Linked DNA regions of Hordeum vulgare: regions 2 and 3 are each linked to region 1. A link is a contact called in public Hi-C data. All regions are on one chromosome and are shown on one strand. The core of a region is the stretch at or near the end of the contact, and the rest is flanking DNA. Distances in the headings are between cores, read along the strand shown. Region 1 overlaps LOC123402848. Region 2 holds the start of LOC123405738. Region 3 has its middle 73 kb from the start of LOC123403564.

Region 1 (3,922 bases), core at 425-2,924:
GGTTTTAGTAAACTTGGCAGTGAGTTTTTAGCCCTTTTTGTCTTTTGTTGTGTGTTGAATGTATCTTAAGGATAATTTTATTTCCAAACTGTTGTAGATGCATTTATGTCTTTTCTATCTCATTTGCTTCTTAACATGTCCATCTATGCAATCATATGTACGTTGACGCAAACTCATAGTTTGTATTGGGTTTAAACCCATGCTTATGTATTGAACTTTAATTGATTTTGAATGAAAGAAATAATGGATTTAACTTTAGTTAGATTAAAAATGACATTAAATGGGTATGATTTACCTTCCGCAAAAAAAATGGGTATGACTTACCTTCCGCAAAAAACAAAAAAAAAAGGGTATGATTTACCTGCACCAACACGTGGGCACGACCGCTCCCTTTGCTAGCTCGCGCATAGATGCCGTCCGTCGGCTCTTGATGAGTAGATAGCCGTGCAAACCTTTGCACGGCATGTACGTACGTACGTACTTCACCACTGGCTTGGTTTGGGTGGCACTTAAGTTAAACGTACTTTAATTAGGTCATGAGTTTGCGCGTGCCACCAAGATGAATTTTGAGTTTTGTTACTCGCTTTGTTCACGAAGTGTCTGCTTTGGCACTGGCTTCGCTCTCTCGCCGGGTGAAAAGCGATCCATCCGTGGAGCTCGACCGCCACGATAAAAAGCCGGAGGCGACGTCGCACGACCGATGATCAATCAACTTTTCTTTTCTTTTTTCAATCAACTTGGTGTGCCCGCGGGAACTCTTTTTCCGGCCCAATCGATCGCTCCTCTTTTCGGGTCCGACTCATTCTTGTACTTGACCTACAAGAAACAACACCATCGGCCGACATCGTGGCGCGTTCGCGGCCATAGTGTACAAGACAGCGTGACGATGACCACACAAGTGCGTGCATGCATGCATGCATGCATGTAACATGCAGAAGCTGCGGATGCCGTGCGAGCGAAGCAGTAACTCCGTTCCATGTAGTAATCTGCAACACCGTGTGGTAGAAATTCAGCAACGGTCCATTCAGACTGCGTGTCAGCAAAATCTCGAGCTAGCGCCTGGCTGCCACTCCTACTAGCTTGCAAGCGGGAGAATGCATGGCGCCACAGGCCTGCTCTTGTGCCCGGCGGAGCACGGCGGCCGTCCCATCTATCCGTCGTCTCGATTGAACCGGTCGATTGAACAAACCGTGTCGATCCGGCCACCAAGTTGCATTGCGAACCTAGGACGACAAGCGACGGGACCCGTCGCCGATCGTCGGCCAACAACGTTACCGACCGGTCGGGCATATCATGCATCGCGCCGTCGGAATCACCGGAAGAAAGAAATGCGCGCGTGTTCATACCGCCCGCCAGGCCGCCTCACAGAGAGAGACACGGCTGACGTGACATGACGGACAGTTTACCCCGGCCTGTCAGATGCAGCTGGGAATTAAGCTATGCGAAAAACCAGTTTTACCACGCGCGCGCGTTCATTACAGAGCCCACACGGTGCTCCTGTCATCATGCACTGATGTACAGTAGGCAGCTCGCGGCTGCTCTCGTGGTCGTGGACACAGCGCGTGGAGAGAGGCGTTGCGTGGCCGCCAAGGACCTGGATCAAGAGGCAATGCTATGTACAGTACGTAGGAGGGATTGGACGACATTCCATCGGCGGTACGTGCGTGCTCTATAGCTATCTATCTATCTATCTATCCCGGCCGCTTGGCGCTTTGGCGATGAGAGCGACGGAGCCACGGGCTGCAGGCAGCAAGTATTCCTTGCTTCCAAAAGCTTTGCCATTGCCATTGTGTGCGCTTGTAGTCAGAGAAACCAAGTGACACCGTACGTGATTCACCAGCAGGAGATTCGGCAAGGACACGAGGCAGTTGCCCGTTTTTGGAAGCTCGTGAATGAATGGCTTGCTTTTATGCCACAAGCAAACGTCTCAACAGCACACCAAAAGCTTGTTCCTACGAGGGAGAGGTGGCGAAATAAGTGCACAGCACAGATGACATGCTTTGCCTAGTGGTGAAAGCAAGGTCGTTTGTTCCAACCCCAAGACACCGGCTAAAGGGTGAATCACCAGCAGGAACAAACCAAATACTACCACTACGCAACAGGAACAGCGCTTGCAGTGCATCTGCACGCATATAGTATCTGAGACTATGTATCTGACGCAGCAAGGACCCAGAAGCCAAATGCAACAGCAGACAGAAGCCTGGCACTGCTACAAACGGGAAACGACAATTTTGAAGAGACTCCGCGCCAAATCGCCACATCAGCGTTTCTTTAGGAATACATACAAACAACATGATATGCCTGGCTCCAGTGTCCAGGCCCATCACCACTTGGAAACATACAGCAGGCACCAACTGTCAGGGCTCAAGCACAATTAATGGCACCAATTACCATTACAAAACTGAACAGATGTTTTTACATTGCCAGTGGGTGTTGCTTGCAGCACCACCCAACAACATTTGACCCAAACTTTACAAATCTGGACGGCAAGCAGAAAACACCTGTCTCAGACCAAAATATCTGAATCCCAGCACATAACTTGAGAATCTGGCAGACATGTTAACTTCCCCTTTGCTGTTGTCTTGCTTGACACCATAAATCATGTTAATCCTAGATAAATACTCCCTGGTACCAATCAAACGCAAAAAAAGGACCAATTCAACCTTGGCCTGTGCTATACCGGCTCTCACCGTAACTGCCTGCTCAACATTAGTAGCTGGTCCAGTCTATCAGACTGCTTTCACTGTCTCCATTCCTACAAATAACATGAATCAGATCTTGTTAGATATTACCAAATGCGTCCCAGTCACAGGTGGAATGCCATCCCGGAAGTCTTTCCAGGTCCCTTATTTTCTTCTACAGCCAAAACGGAATGGCAATTCTCACTCTCTTTTGCATAACTAAACTATGCATTTGTAAAGGTAGGAATGTACAAGGCAAATTTACAAAATCTGTACTCTAAAAGACAAATCTATATACACAGGTGACAGGCATCTTTGTATAGCCCTGCTAGGTGAATTGCACCTATGTTTCCATTCATCCAAGTCACCCCAGCTCATACCAAACACTCATTCACAACTAGTTTGGTTTGCATCATTCTACAGCTTGATTCCAATTAGTTTGGTAATCCTTGCAGCAAAAGCACAGGCCAGCACCGCTTGATGCTTGTGCTTTTCAGTTGACAACACTAGGCATGCGATTTTTTTGTGGATTTCAGCTATTCCTATCCACCAGGCTCTTGTGGTTCATGGGTCTGTGTATTTCGTTTCCATGGTTTCTCTTTAGAAAGAGAATCACGGGGTACATATGCATATCCCTTTGGAAGGCGTTGGTTCTGTGTGGAAGCTTGATCAGATGTCATAACCAGCTCCTTTTGAAAGGTTTCCGGCTGCTGCAAAATCATGCGTTGTGCGTTAGCTTGGTGCCAGAAATAACTGAACAACTGCAAAGAAAACAGTACAAACCTTATTATCTTTTGTTTTTTGTTTTCCATCTTCCAATTTCTGTAGGGCATTCACTGATCTCTGTGGAAGTCGCTTACCAGCAAGTGGCCCCCTCTCACTCAACTTCCGTTTGAAAGATATCAGTGTCCTTGAGCTATCAGCTGTGTTTCCCTCAGCATCTCTATTATTAAGGGGAAATCTGATGGTATTTTTTCCAGAAACACTGCTATCCACCGTGACATCATCAGATCTTTGCATGGTTCCACTGCATGATTTATTATTAACCGAAGTAGTGGCAGATTCTGAACTAGCTCCAGGTGTTCGGTAGGAGAAAACAACAGTATCCTTGGTTTTGGCGAGTATGTCATGGTCACATAGAACTGTCTCTCTCTGGCAAAACAAGTAACACAGCAAATTAGTTCATTGTAGGCAAATAGGCATATATAGAAAATTATCATTGCAATCTGGTTTCAGCAAAA
Region 2 (4,076 bases), core at 331-2,830, 160 kb after region 1:
ATGGGTGTGTTAAGGAACTCAGCGTCTTTGGTGTGGTCCTAAGAAATAAACACAAACATTGTTAGTTATGAGCAAGCAATGGTTGCTAGTGCGAAAAACAAGGGCGTGTGAGCTAACCGCGACATGGCTAGTGTGATGATGTGCCTCCAAAATGACAGAGGAAGTGTTATGATACCACGAGGCACTGCTAAGGTATCTTAGCTTGGACACTTGGATCCATCGAGCTCTCCGCTTCATGAGGTGGTTGTACACCTGGGTGGCAGTCACCTCCTAGCCAGAGAAGTCGAAAATACGCTTTGCAACGGTGTTCAAGTGCACCTCCTTGAAGCCCTTGTCAGTCATATCCCCACTAGAGATGATCTCATACATCTTGTTCAGCACGAACGTGGACATGAACGGCTGACACTTCATGTTGTTCCCCTACCATCATTATTTTTCTTTGTGGTTGCCATCAGTGTAGCGGCAACAGCAACAACAACTGGCTCGACGAGCAGAACTAACACAAAACGAGAACCACCGGCTGAAACCTCGGACACCTCTGAATCAGCAAGCATGTGCTCGTCAAGGAGGGTGTGGGGGTCCTCGACATAGGACACACCGAACTGGCTATCAGACATGACAAGGGTCTGACTAAGCTCTTCCGTCTGCATGATCATGTTCTACAATCATAGCACACACTGAGAGTAAGCATAGCACACACAGTACCGGGCGACCTATCGAAAGGAGGAGCATACATCACAACTAGCTATGCATCCATTACGCTCATCACTATCATACTACTCTAGCATGCTAGAATTCCACCACCAATAGCTACCACAACATCAGAATCTACCATCTGCTCACCGATCGACGCACGAATCAACCCTATCACATGCTTGCATATCAAACCCTACCACTACATGCTCTTAGATCTAGCTGCAACGAACACATGAAAATGGGTGATTGAACTCACAGATGTCATGGTGCAGCTCGATGGGACAGGGAAACGGTTGGAGAAGTTGAGGACAGAAGTCGTCGCCACCGTGGGCCGCCGAATGGTAAAGGTGCGTCGTTCACCTGCTCGTCGACGTCGATGCGCAACGACGGGAAAGCTCAAAAGGGAGGAGAAGGATGACATGAGTTTGGGTGGTGAGGAGAAGGGGGCTAAATAGCTGCCGAATCGGAGGGAGTTGAGCCGAAATCTTCCCACCGATTTTTCAAAGACACGCGTGAGCTGGTGTCACCTTCGTGATCGCACGAGCTCAGCGCCACGTTCCCCTTCCCTGCTTCGGCTGAGTATGGCTTTCGAAAAACTGTCGATTCGGATGTTGCAGTTGGGCCTGGTTCGTAGGTGTTTTAAATTTCATGCAATGCAGACCAAACATTATAACACACCCTCAAGTTTTTTTTGTTTTTTGTTTTTGATAACAAACACACCCTCAAGTTCTGCTGCCTGTCTGCCCTCTGGTCACCCCAGCCCGGCCTCCACAGCGCCCAACTCGATAACCTCACGAGCCCACGACGCGCACGCCCCGCACTCGCACGCGCCCACGCCTCGCACCCGCCCACGCCATCCAAGGCAACGGCCGGCCAGGAGCGCCATGGAGGCCGACGCGGCGACCCCGTCGCCACCGGGGTCGAGGAAGCGCTCGTCTCGCCCCAGGCCCCGGCCGGACGACGGCCGCCCGGAGCCCTACCCTAGCCCCCGCGGCTCCCCCGCCCGCAGGAGCGAGCGCACGCGCAGGCCCCGCGCGCCCCCGGGCTCCGACGCGGTGACCGCGCCCGCCGAGCGCAGGGCCCGCGCGCCACCCCAGGACTCCTCGCCCTCGCCCGCCATGCGCAGGCCCGTCCGCGCGTTCCAGGAGGCCGCCGCGCTGGCCGCGCTCGCCGCGAGCGCGCCCGCCGCGTCCTCCTCGGGCGCCAGATCCTACGGCGTGGTCTGGAGCGACGCCGACGAGGTCGCGCTCCTCAACGCGGCCGCCGCCTTCCGCGGCCGCCACGGCCGCGTCCCGGGCCTCCCGGACATGGGCGCGCTCTTCGACGCCATCAGGGGCTCCATCTCCCCGCACATCGACCAGCCCAAGGTGTACTACAAGCTGAAGCGGCTCAAGAGCAAGTTCGACCACGCCGTGCCGTCCGCGGTCGTCAGCCGGCACGAGCAGCGCCTGCGCGACCTCTGCAAGAAGGTCTGGGGCGCCAACTTCGACCTGGCTCCCGACGCGCCGGAGGACGAGGAGGACGAGGAGGACGAGGAGGAGCGCGGGCGCGGCACCGTCCCAGACGCGGCAGCCATGCTCCCGGTGGCCACCGAGGTGCTCGATGCGTACTGGAAGACGGATGGTCCCGCGCTGTCCGGCGTGTCCCTGGAGAAGGGGCTGTCAAAGCTAGCAACAGAAGACGCGAGATGGATCGAAGCCAAGTGGAGGCGGCAGCTGGATGCAGAAGTGCACTCGCAGATTAAGCGGCATGATCTGGCCAAGGAGGTCTACGGCCTGCTCCTTGAGGCCATTAAGGGCCTCGGCCCCTAGCTCGGGTATGACATGTTGCATCTGGTCTGCTAGTATGCTATTTGCTTCACCAGTTTAACAACTTCTTGCTGGGTAATCATCTTACAGCTGCTGTGCATTCTGTTATTCAGTGCCTGTTAGGGTCAATTACAGTAGATTCGCGTTGTAAAATTGCTTGGAAATCGAGTTTTCCAAATTAGCACATCAACTCAGTTGATGTGCGTTCTGTTATGTAAATGTCGCTATGAGAATATTTTGTCATAAATGGTAGTGCAGCAACTGTTATCCCGTCAGCTAGAAGGTGCTGTTAAATTCTGCAGTTATGCTCCCCTTCAGACTTCAGTGCGAACCAAGTAACATCTTGTTGGAAAAACTGCGAAAGATCTGAACTCGATCGTGCCAAAATAGCTTGGTTTCGGTTTGTTTGCACGACTAAGCCCAGATAATTGCATAACTTGGATCTTAGATTTAATTATTTATCTTGTACATTAGACTTGATGATGTCGGTTCTAAATTGCCAGCAACTCCTCAGTTCTTAGTTTTCCTGTACTGTAACCCTTAATTCGATATATCCATGCACACCCGATTCTCAAATACTCCCTCCGTTCCTAAATACTCTCCCTCTGTAAACTAATATAAGAGTCTAAATGCTCTTATATTAGTTTACAGAGGGAGTACAAGTCTTTCTAGAGGTTTCACTAAGGGACTACATACGGATGTATATAGACACACTTTAGAGTATAGATTCACTCATTTTGTTTTGTATGTAGTCCCCTTTTGGAATCTCTAAAAAGACTTATATTTAGGAACGGAGGGAGTACAAATGCATCGTACTTCAGCCATCTATTGAACACGTTACTAGTAAGTAAGAAGCCATGCATAGTTACTGATACAGCCAAGGCAGAAACAGTTTTGTTATAATTGTGCTTCTTCTATGCAATGATGCAGTACAATCTACTCTCTCCGTTTCTAAATATAAGACCCTCTAGAGATTTCAATATGGACTACATACGGATGTATATAGACCTATTCTAGAGTGTACATTCATTCATTTTGCTTGGTATGTAGTCCATAGTGAAATCTCTAAAAGGTCTTATATTTAGGAACGGAGGGAGTACACTGCAGCTGGTAATGTTGGTTTCATATTCCTGAGAGCACCTGAATCATCTAGAGGACACAGGCTATCTTGTCCCTACCACACTTGAAATTTCTCCTGAATATCTACACTGCGGAGTCATACTTATAGGAGTTCCATCTGTTTTATGACCGGCTGCAGGTTTACAGTAGTAAAGTTCATAGTAACATCCACAGTGAGCTTTCTTCCATTGTCTCACCTGCTGAGCAGTCAGCACCATTTGAATTTACCCATCTCTTCTTAAGTCTTTAGCGAGTGGTGTGAGCGTAGTGGCAACTCTCGTCTTGTAGAGAAGTGCTTATGCTGGTTGGCATATGCAGGTCCTTATTTTGAACTCCTTTTAGTGCAGTATTCCTGCTTTTCATAAAACAGTAACCATTGGTTTTCGTAACCCTTGTTGTCTACTGAAGATTTTCATTAGCTTTCGTAGACATTGCGGAAATATTACAACTAGT
Region 3 (4,077 bases), core at 80-2,579, 160 kb before region 1:
CATGAAAAGTTACAAGGCATTAATAACGGCCGATAACTTAAAGGGGCTCCTCGGATGCCCGACGCGTGAACTCTTCGGATTCACCCGGTGATTCTCAAGATTAGAGATGGAAAGATTTGTTGAATTAGTTTTCAAGACCTTCAAACGAAAATGAAGAACAATTCGGAAGAACCCAGGAGCATCCTCAACTTGAAGAACTATGCTCGAAAATCGGGAACTCATCGGTGCCCGAACTGGTGTTGGCCGATCATAAATGGGGAGAAGAACTTGCCCCACAGGCCGAAGACTTTCGACGCGTGAAGATGTTGAGGATCAAGACTATGGCATTGGTGGCTAGTTCGGCGGCTACTGAGGGAGTCCGGGACTAGGGGGTCCTCGGGCCGTCGGTCTATCTCTACGGGTCGGATTCGTCGGCTACTTCGGGCAGCCACTGACATATACGAGAAAGATTTTATAAGACTTGATGATCAAGACAAGGACTCCTCTATACTCACTAGCCGATTAGGACTCTTGTTATCCTAGGCCTATGGTGCATTATAGGAATCGAGGCCAGACTAGTTGATAGACAATCTCATATTCAAATGCTCATTATTCTTAGGGTTTAGACCACAACATACGTTTTCGAGGTAGATCAATTGTGTAATCGAGACTACACCATCAATATAAACAAGAGCAAAACGTAGAGTTTTACCTCCATCAAGAGGGTCTGAACCTGGATAAAACATTGTCTCCTTCTTTCCTTGTTATCCATCGATCCAAGATTCACAGTTGGTACCCCCTACTCGAGATCAGTCAGTATTGACACCGACACGGGATGACATCCCAGTCGACGGATCCAGACTGTTCGGAGTGAGACCCACTGTCAGGCATGGCGGAGAAGACCGGAGATCACCAGACGGACGATTGGATGGCGAAGTGAAATGGAGAAGAGTTGTGTGGAGTGGTTAGGATTTGGTGCAGGAATGAGATCAATACAATTATATGTAAGTCGGGTGGGCCAGCCTGAGTCGGATCCAAAATGACGGATGCGTTCCAACGCTCTGGACGCTCCAATCCATTTTATATTTAAACTGAATATAGAAATACCAATCAGTCCGGCGTTTGAGGCGCCGGGACGTACGTTTAAGCCGCTTGGTAACCGTGACAAAAGTTTGAACGTGTTTGGGGCGCCGGGCTGTACATGCTCATCTTCGACAGCGACCGTAACATGACAGCGTGAGGACGACGAATCGATAAGCTAGCGCATGCATGCTGGCACAAGCTGCGGGTGCCGTGCGAGCAAACACTAACTCCGTTCCATGCAATCTGCAAGGCCAGTCATTCAGTGCGTCAGCAAATCAAGAATGGCGCCACAGGTCTGTGCCTTGCGCTGTCTGCCCGGGGGAGCACGGCTCCAGTCCCATCCGTTGTCTTGGCCGAACTAGCTGATTGAACAAACCGTGTGGATCCAGCCACGAATGTTTTACTTCGTCTGTGTCATCACAAATGTCGCAAATTTAGTTCTAACTTAATACTACAGATTTTATATTAAAACAGCAACAATTATTTTGAAACGGAGGAAGTATTACTGATCGAACCTATACGGACAAGCCAGCGACGGGACTCCCCGTGTCGCCGTCGCCGTCGCCGATCTTGGGCCAAGAACGCTACCGACCGGTCCGATCGTTACGCCATCGGAATCACCGGGAGAAATACGTGTGTCCATACTGCTACATAGACTGCCTCACGACCTCACGGGCACGACGGACATGACCACCATTTTACGACGGCCGGCCGGCCTGCACAAGAAGCAGCTTCCTGCAGCGGAAACCAGCTGCTGCTACGTACCCCGCGCGTTCCTTGGTTCCAAAGGATACGTAGCAGCACCACAGCTCGATCCACCCGTCGCTCGTGGTCGCTCTCGTGCGTAGAAGGGTGCTGCGTGGCCGCGAACGATCAGGAGGCAATGTTCGTGGGGTCGTGGTCGATGATGCCATGATGTGGTGCAGCAGGGATTCGATCGGCAGTACTATACACTACATGCTCGCTATCTATCTATCTATCTATCTATCCCGGCCGCTTGTCGCTGAGAGCGACGGAGCCACGGGAGGCACGCGACGAACGTCGCCCTGCCTCCATCGAGAGCCACCATCATCGATCCATATCATATCATCGTCGTCGCCGTCGCTCGTCACCGGCAAATATTCCTTCCAAAAGCCTCGCCATCAGACTGCATTGGTGGCCGTCACCGTCCACGCGCTGGTCGCATCCCACGGTCGAGACGGGATGCCGATCGTATACACGCGCTGGGATGCCAAGCAAACGCACGCGTGTTGCGCGGCCATGCATGATCAGAGGGGAAAGCCGAGGGAGGGAGGGAGGGAGAGATAGTCAAGGCCAGGTCCGGAAAAGTGCCCTCTCGCCATATGCCATATGCCGTGATAGTGGCGGGCGGGCATCGCCATGATGCCTTGCCTTGCCTTGCCTTGCCTTTTTCCTTTCCCGTTGTGGTACGGAGGAGGGATGAGGGATCTTTCGGTGGAGCTGGGGAGGCTTTGCTCGCACGCTTACCGGCCTGCCAGAGCTGCCATGCATGGAAGCTTCTACGGCTGGCACATGTGTTTCTTTCTCGGAAAAGCTGAAAAATCCGACGTTAGATTCTTTTTAAACTTTCCGGGCGAACGCCTCTGGGACCATTGGATGCAGTGCGTAAATCTTTGAAGCGGGGGGAGAAAGACGTGTTGGATTTTTGCTAGTAGGCTTTTGGCTCAAAGTTCAACTAAAATTTAGAACTCTCATGATTCAAATTTATGTCTGACGGCGATCTTAATCCTGCACAGCATGAAGCTTTTGAGAAAATCGATACCTTCTTCAAAGACGCCCTTATGAATGTTTGAGAACCTCAATGACATGTCATGTAGCAATTCTATGACTACAAAATAACTAATGAGGTATGTCGTTCAACAAGCTTTTTTTTAGAAAAGAAGGATGACCCGCGGTCTCTGCATCTGGGAGATGCATACGACCATTTTATTGATTATTCCCGAGGAGCTTACAAAGTAGTACAATAATATGTCTGAATCCACCATCTTGACAACATTTGCCGCTACTCCTATCCATATGATGAAGGGGTGCAAGCTGAGTCAAATACCCAGACCTCTCACCTAAGCCTAACATCTAAAGCCGGAGGCCCCGACCACCGGATCAGGGGCACAAACCGGTCTGACGCACTCACATGTGTCGCCGCCATCATCTTTCACTGGTTCATCTTCACAGCAGATGGAGGTACCAGCCTTGGCAGGTGCCTCCGCCATCGACGCCACCATGAAGACAAACGACGACCTCCACCTACGCGAGTCCATATCCAAGCAGCGGACGTAGATCCATGCCAGGATAGGGCCGCACCACCGCCGTCGCCCACCACCCACAAGCACCACCGAGCCCCAAGGTTCCCAAAGCGGCGCCTTCAAGAAGGGATCGACGTCGTGAGCGCCGCCGCCGCCTCACAAAGTTAGGGCTTTCACCCGGGAGACCTAGGGGAAGGGGAAGTGAGGGGATCATTCCATACTAACGCCTCCAAGGAGGGGAACGGCTCCCTCAGGCGTCGCCGTCACTCGCGAAGGAGCTTGAATACTTCAAGTGTGTGTTGCCGGATAAGTTTGTGGCCGGAGGCATCATTGCCAAGCTTCCACCTTCATGGAACAATTTTGCTACTTCTATGAAACACAAAAGAGATGAGCTTTTTTGTTTCGGATCACATTGGATCTCTTGATGTTGAAGAGAAGGCGAGAGCAAAAGACACACGTGCTCCAGCTGTTGAGGGAGCTTCTAGTGCCCACGTGGTACACAAGAAGAACTTCCATCTCAACAAGCCCCAAAACAACAAAAACAAAACTCAGGGCAAAGGCAAGTTTGTTGCAAAGAACAAGCCGCCACACTCTACCAACTTCAAGAAGAATTTCCATAAGAAGGGGAAGGGACTATGCCATGTCTGTAGTGATCCTGATCACTAGGCTTCGAGATGTCTGAACCGCTACGAGGAGAGCGAACTTGAGAAGAGCGGCAAGTCTGCTAACGTTGTCATCGGTGATACTGATA

What was found. Hi-C and Micro-C count contacts between places; a contact is called where the count stands out from the background.
Region 2: a contact with region 1 is called in a Hi-C map of leaf, with 4 times the contacts expected there. The contact joins the promoter of LOC123405738 here to the enhancer-like site in region 1. A contact is called at or near these places in 3 of 6 Hi-C or Micro-C datasets (leaf and seedling) and 1 of 1 datasets of contacts at active chromatin or transcription factors (embryo).
Region 3: a Hi-C map of leaf shows a contact between it and region 1, with 2.9 times the contacts expected there. The contact joins two enhancer-like sites. A contact is called at or near these places in 2 of 6 Hi-C or Micro-C datasets (leaf and seedling).

Annotation. Positions count from the first base shown.
Region 1 is chr6H:522,581,932-522,585,853 of MorexV3_pseudomolecules_assembly, forward strand. LOC123402848 reads right to left here. Exons shown (of 19, transcript XM_045096809.1): 18 at 3,465-3,833; 19 at 2,365-3,391. The coding sequence ends at 3,224. Among protein-coding and RNA genes, the nearest start is that of LOC123402848, 17 kb to the right of the region's middle. Within about 2 kb of position 1,675, at least 3 of the 3 cell types and tissues checked have open chromatin away from gene starts, as enhancers often do. A contact at or near this core is called in leaf and seedling, where this site is marked.
Region 2 is chr6H:522,746,902-522,750,977 of MorexV3_pseudomolecules_assembly, forward strand. LOC123405738 reads left to right here and starts at 1,581. Exons shown (of 2, transcript XM_045099314.1): 1 at 1,581-2,512. The coding sequence starts at 1,581. The coding sequence ends at 2,507.
Region 3 is chr6H:522,419,687-522,423,763 of MorexV3_pseudomolecules_assembly, forward strand. No RefSeq gene overlaps it. Among protein-coding and RNA genes, the nearest start is that of LOC123403564, 73 kb to the left of the region's middle. Within about 2 kb of position 1,330, at least 2 of the 3 cell types and tissues checked have open chromatin away from gene starts, as enhancers often do. A contact at or near this core is called in leaf, where this site is marked.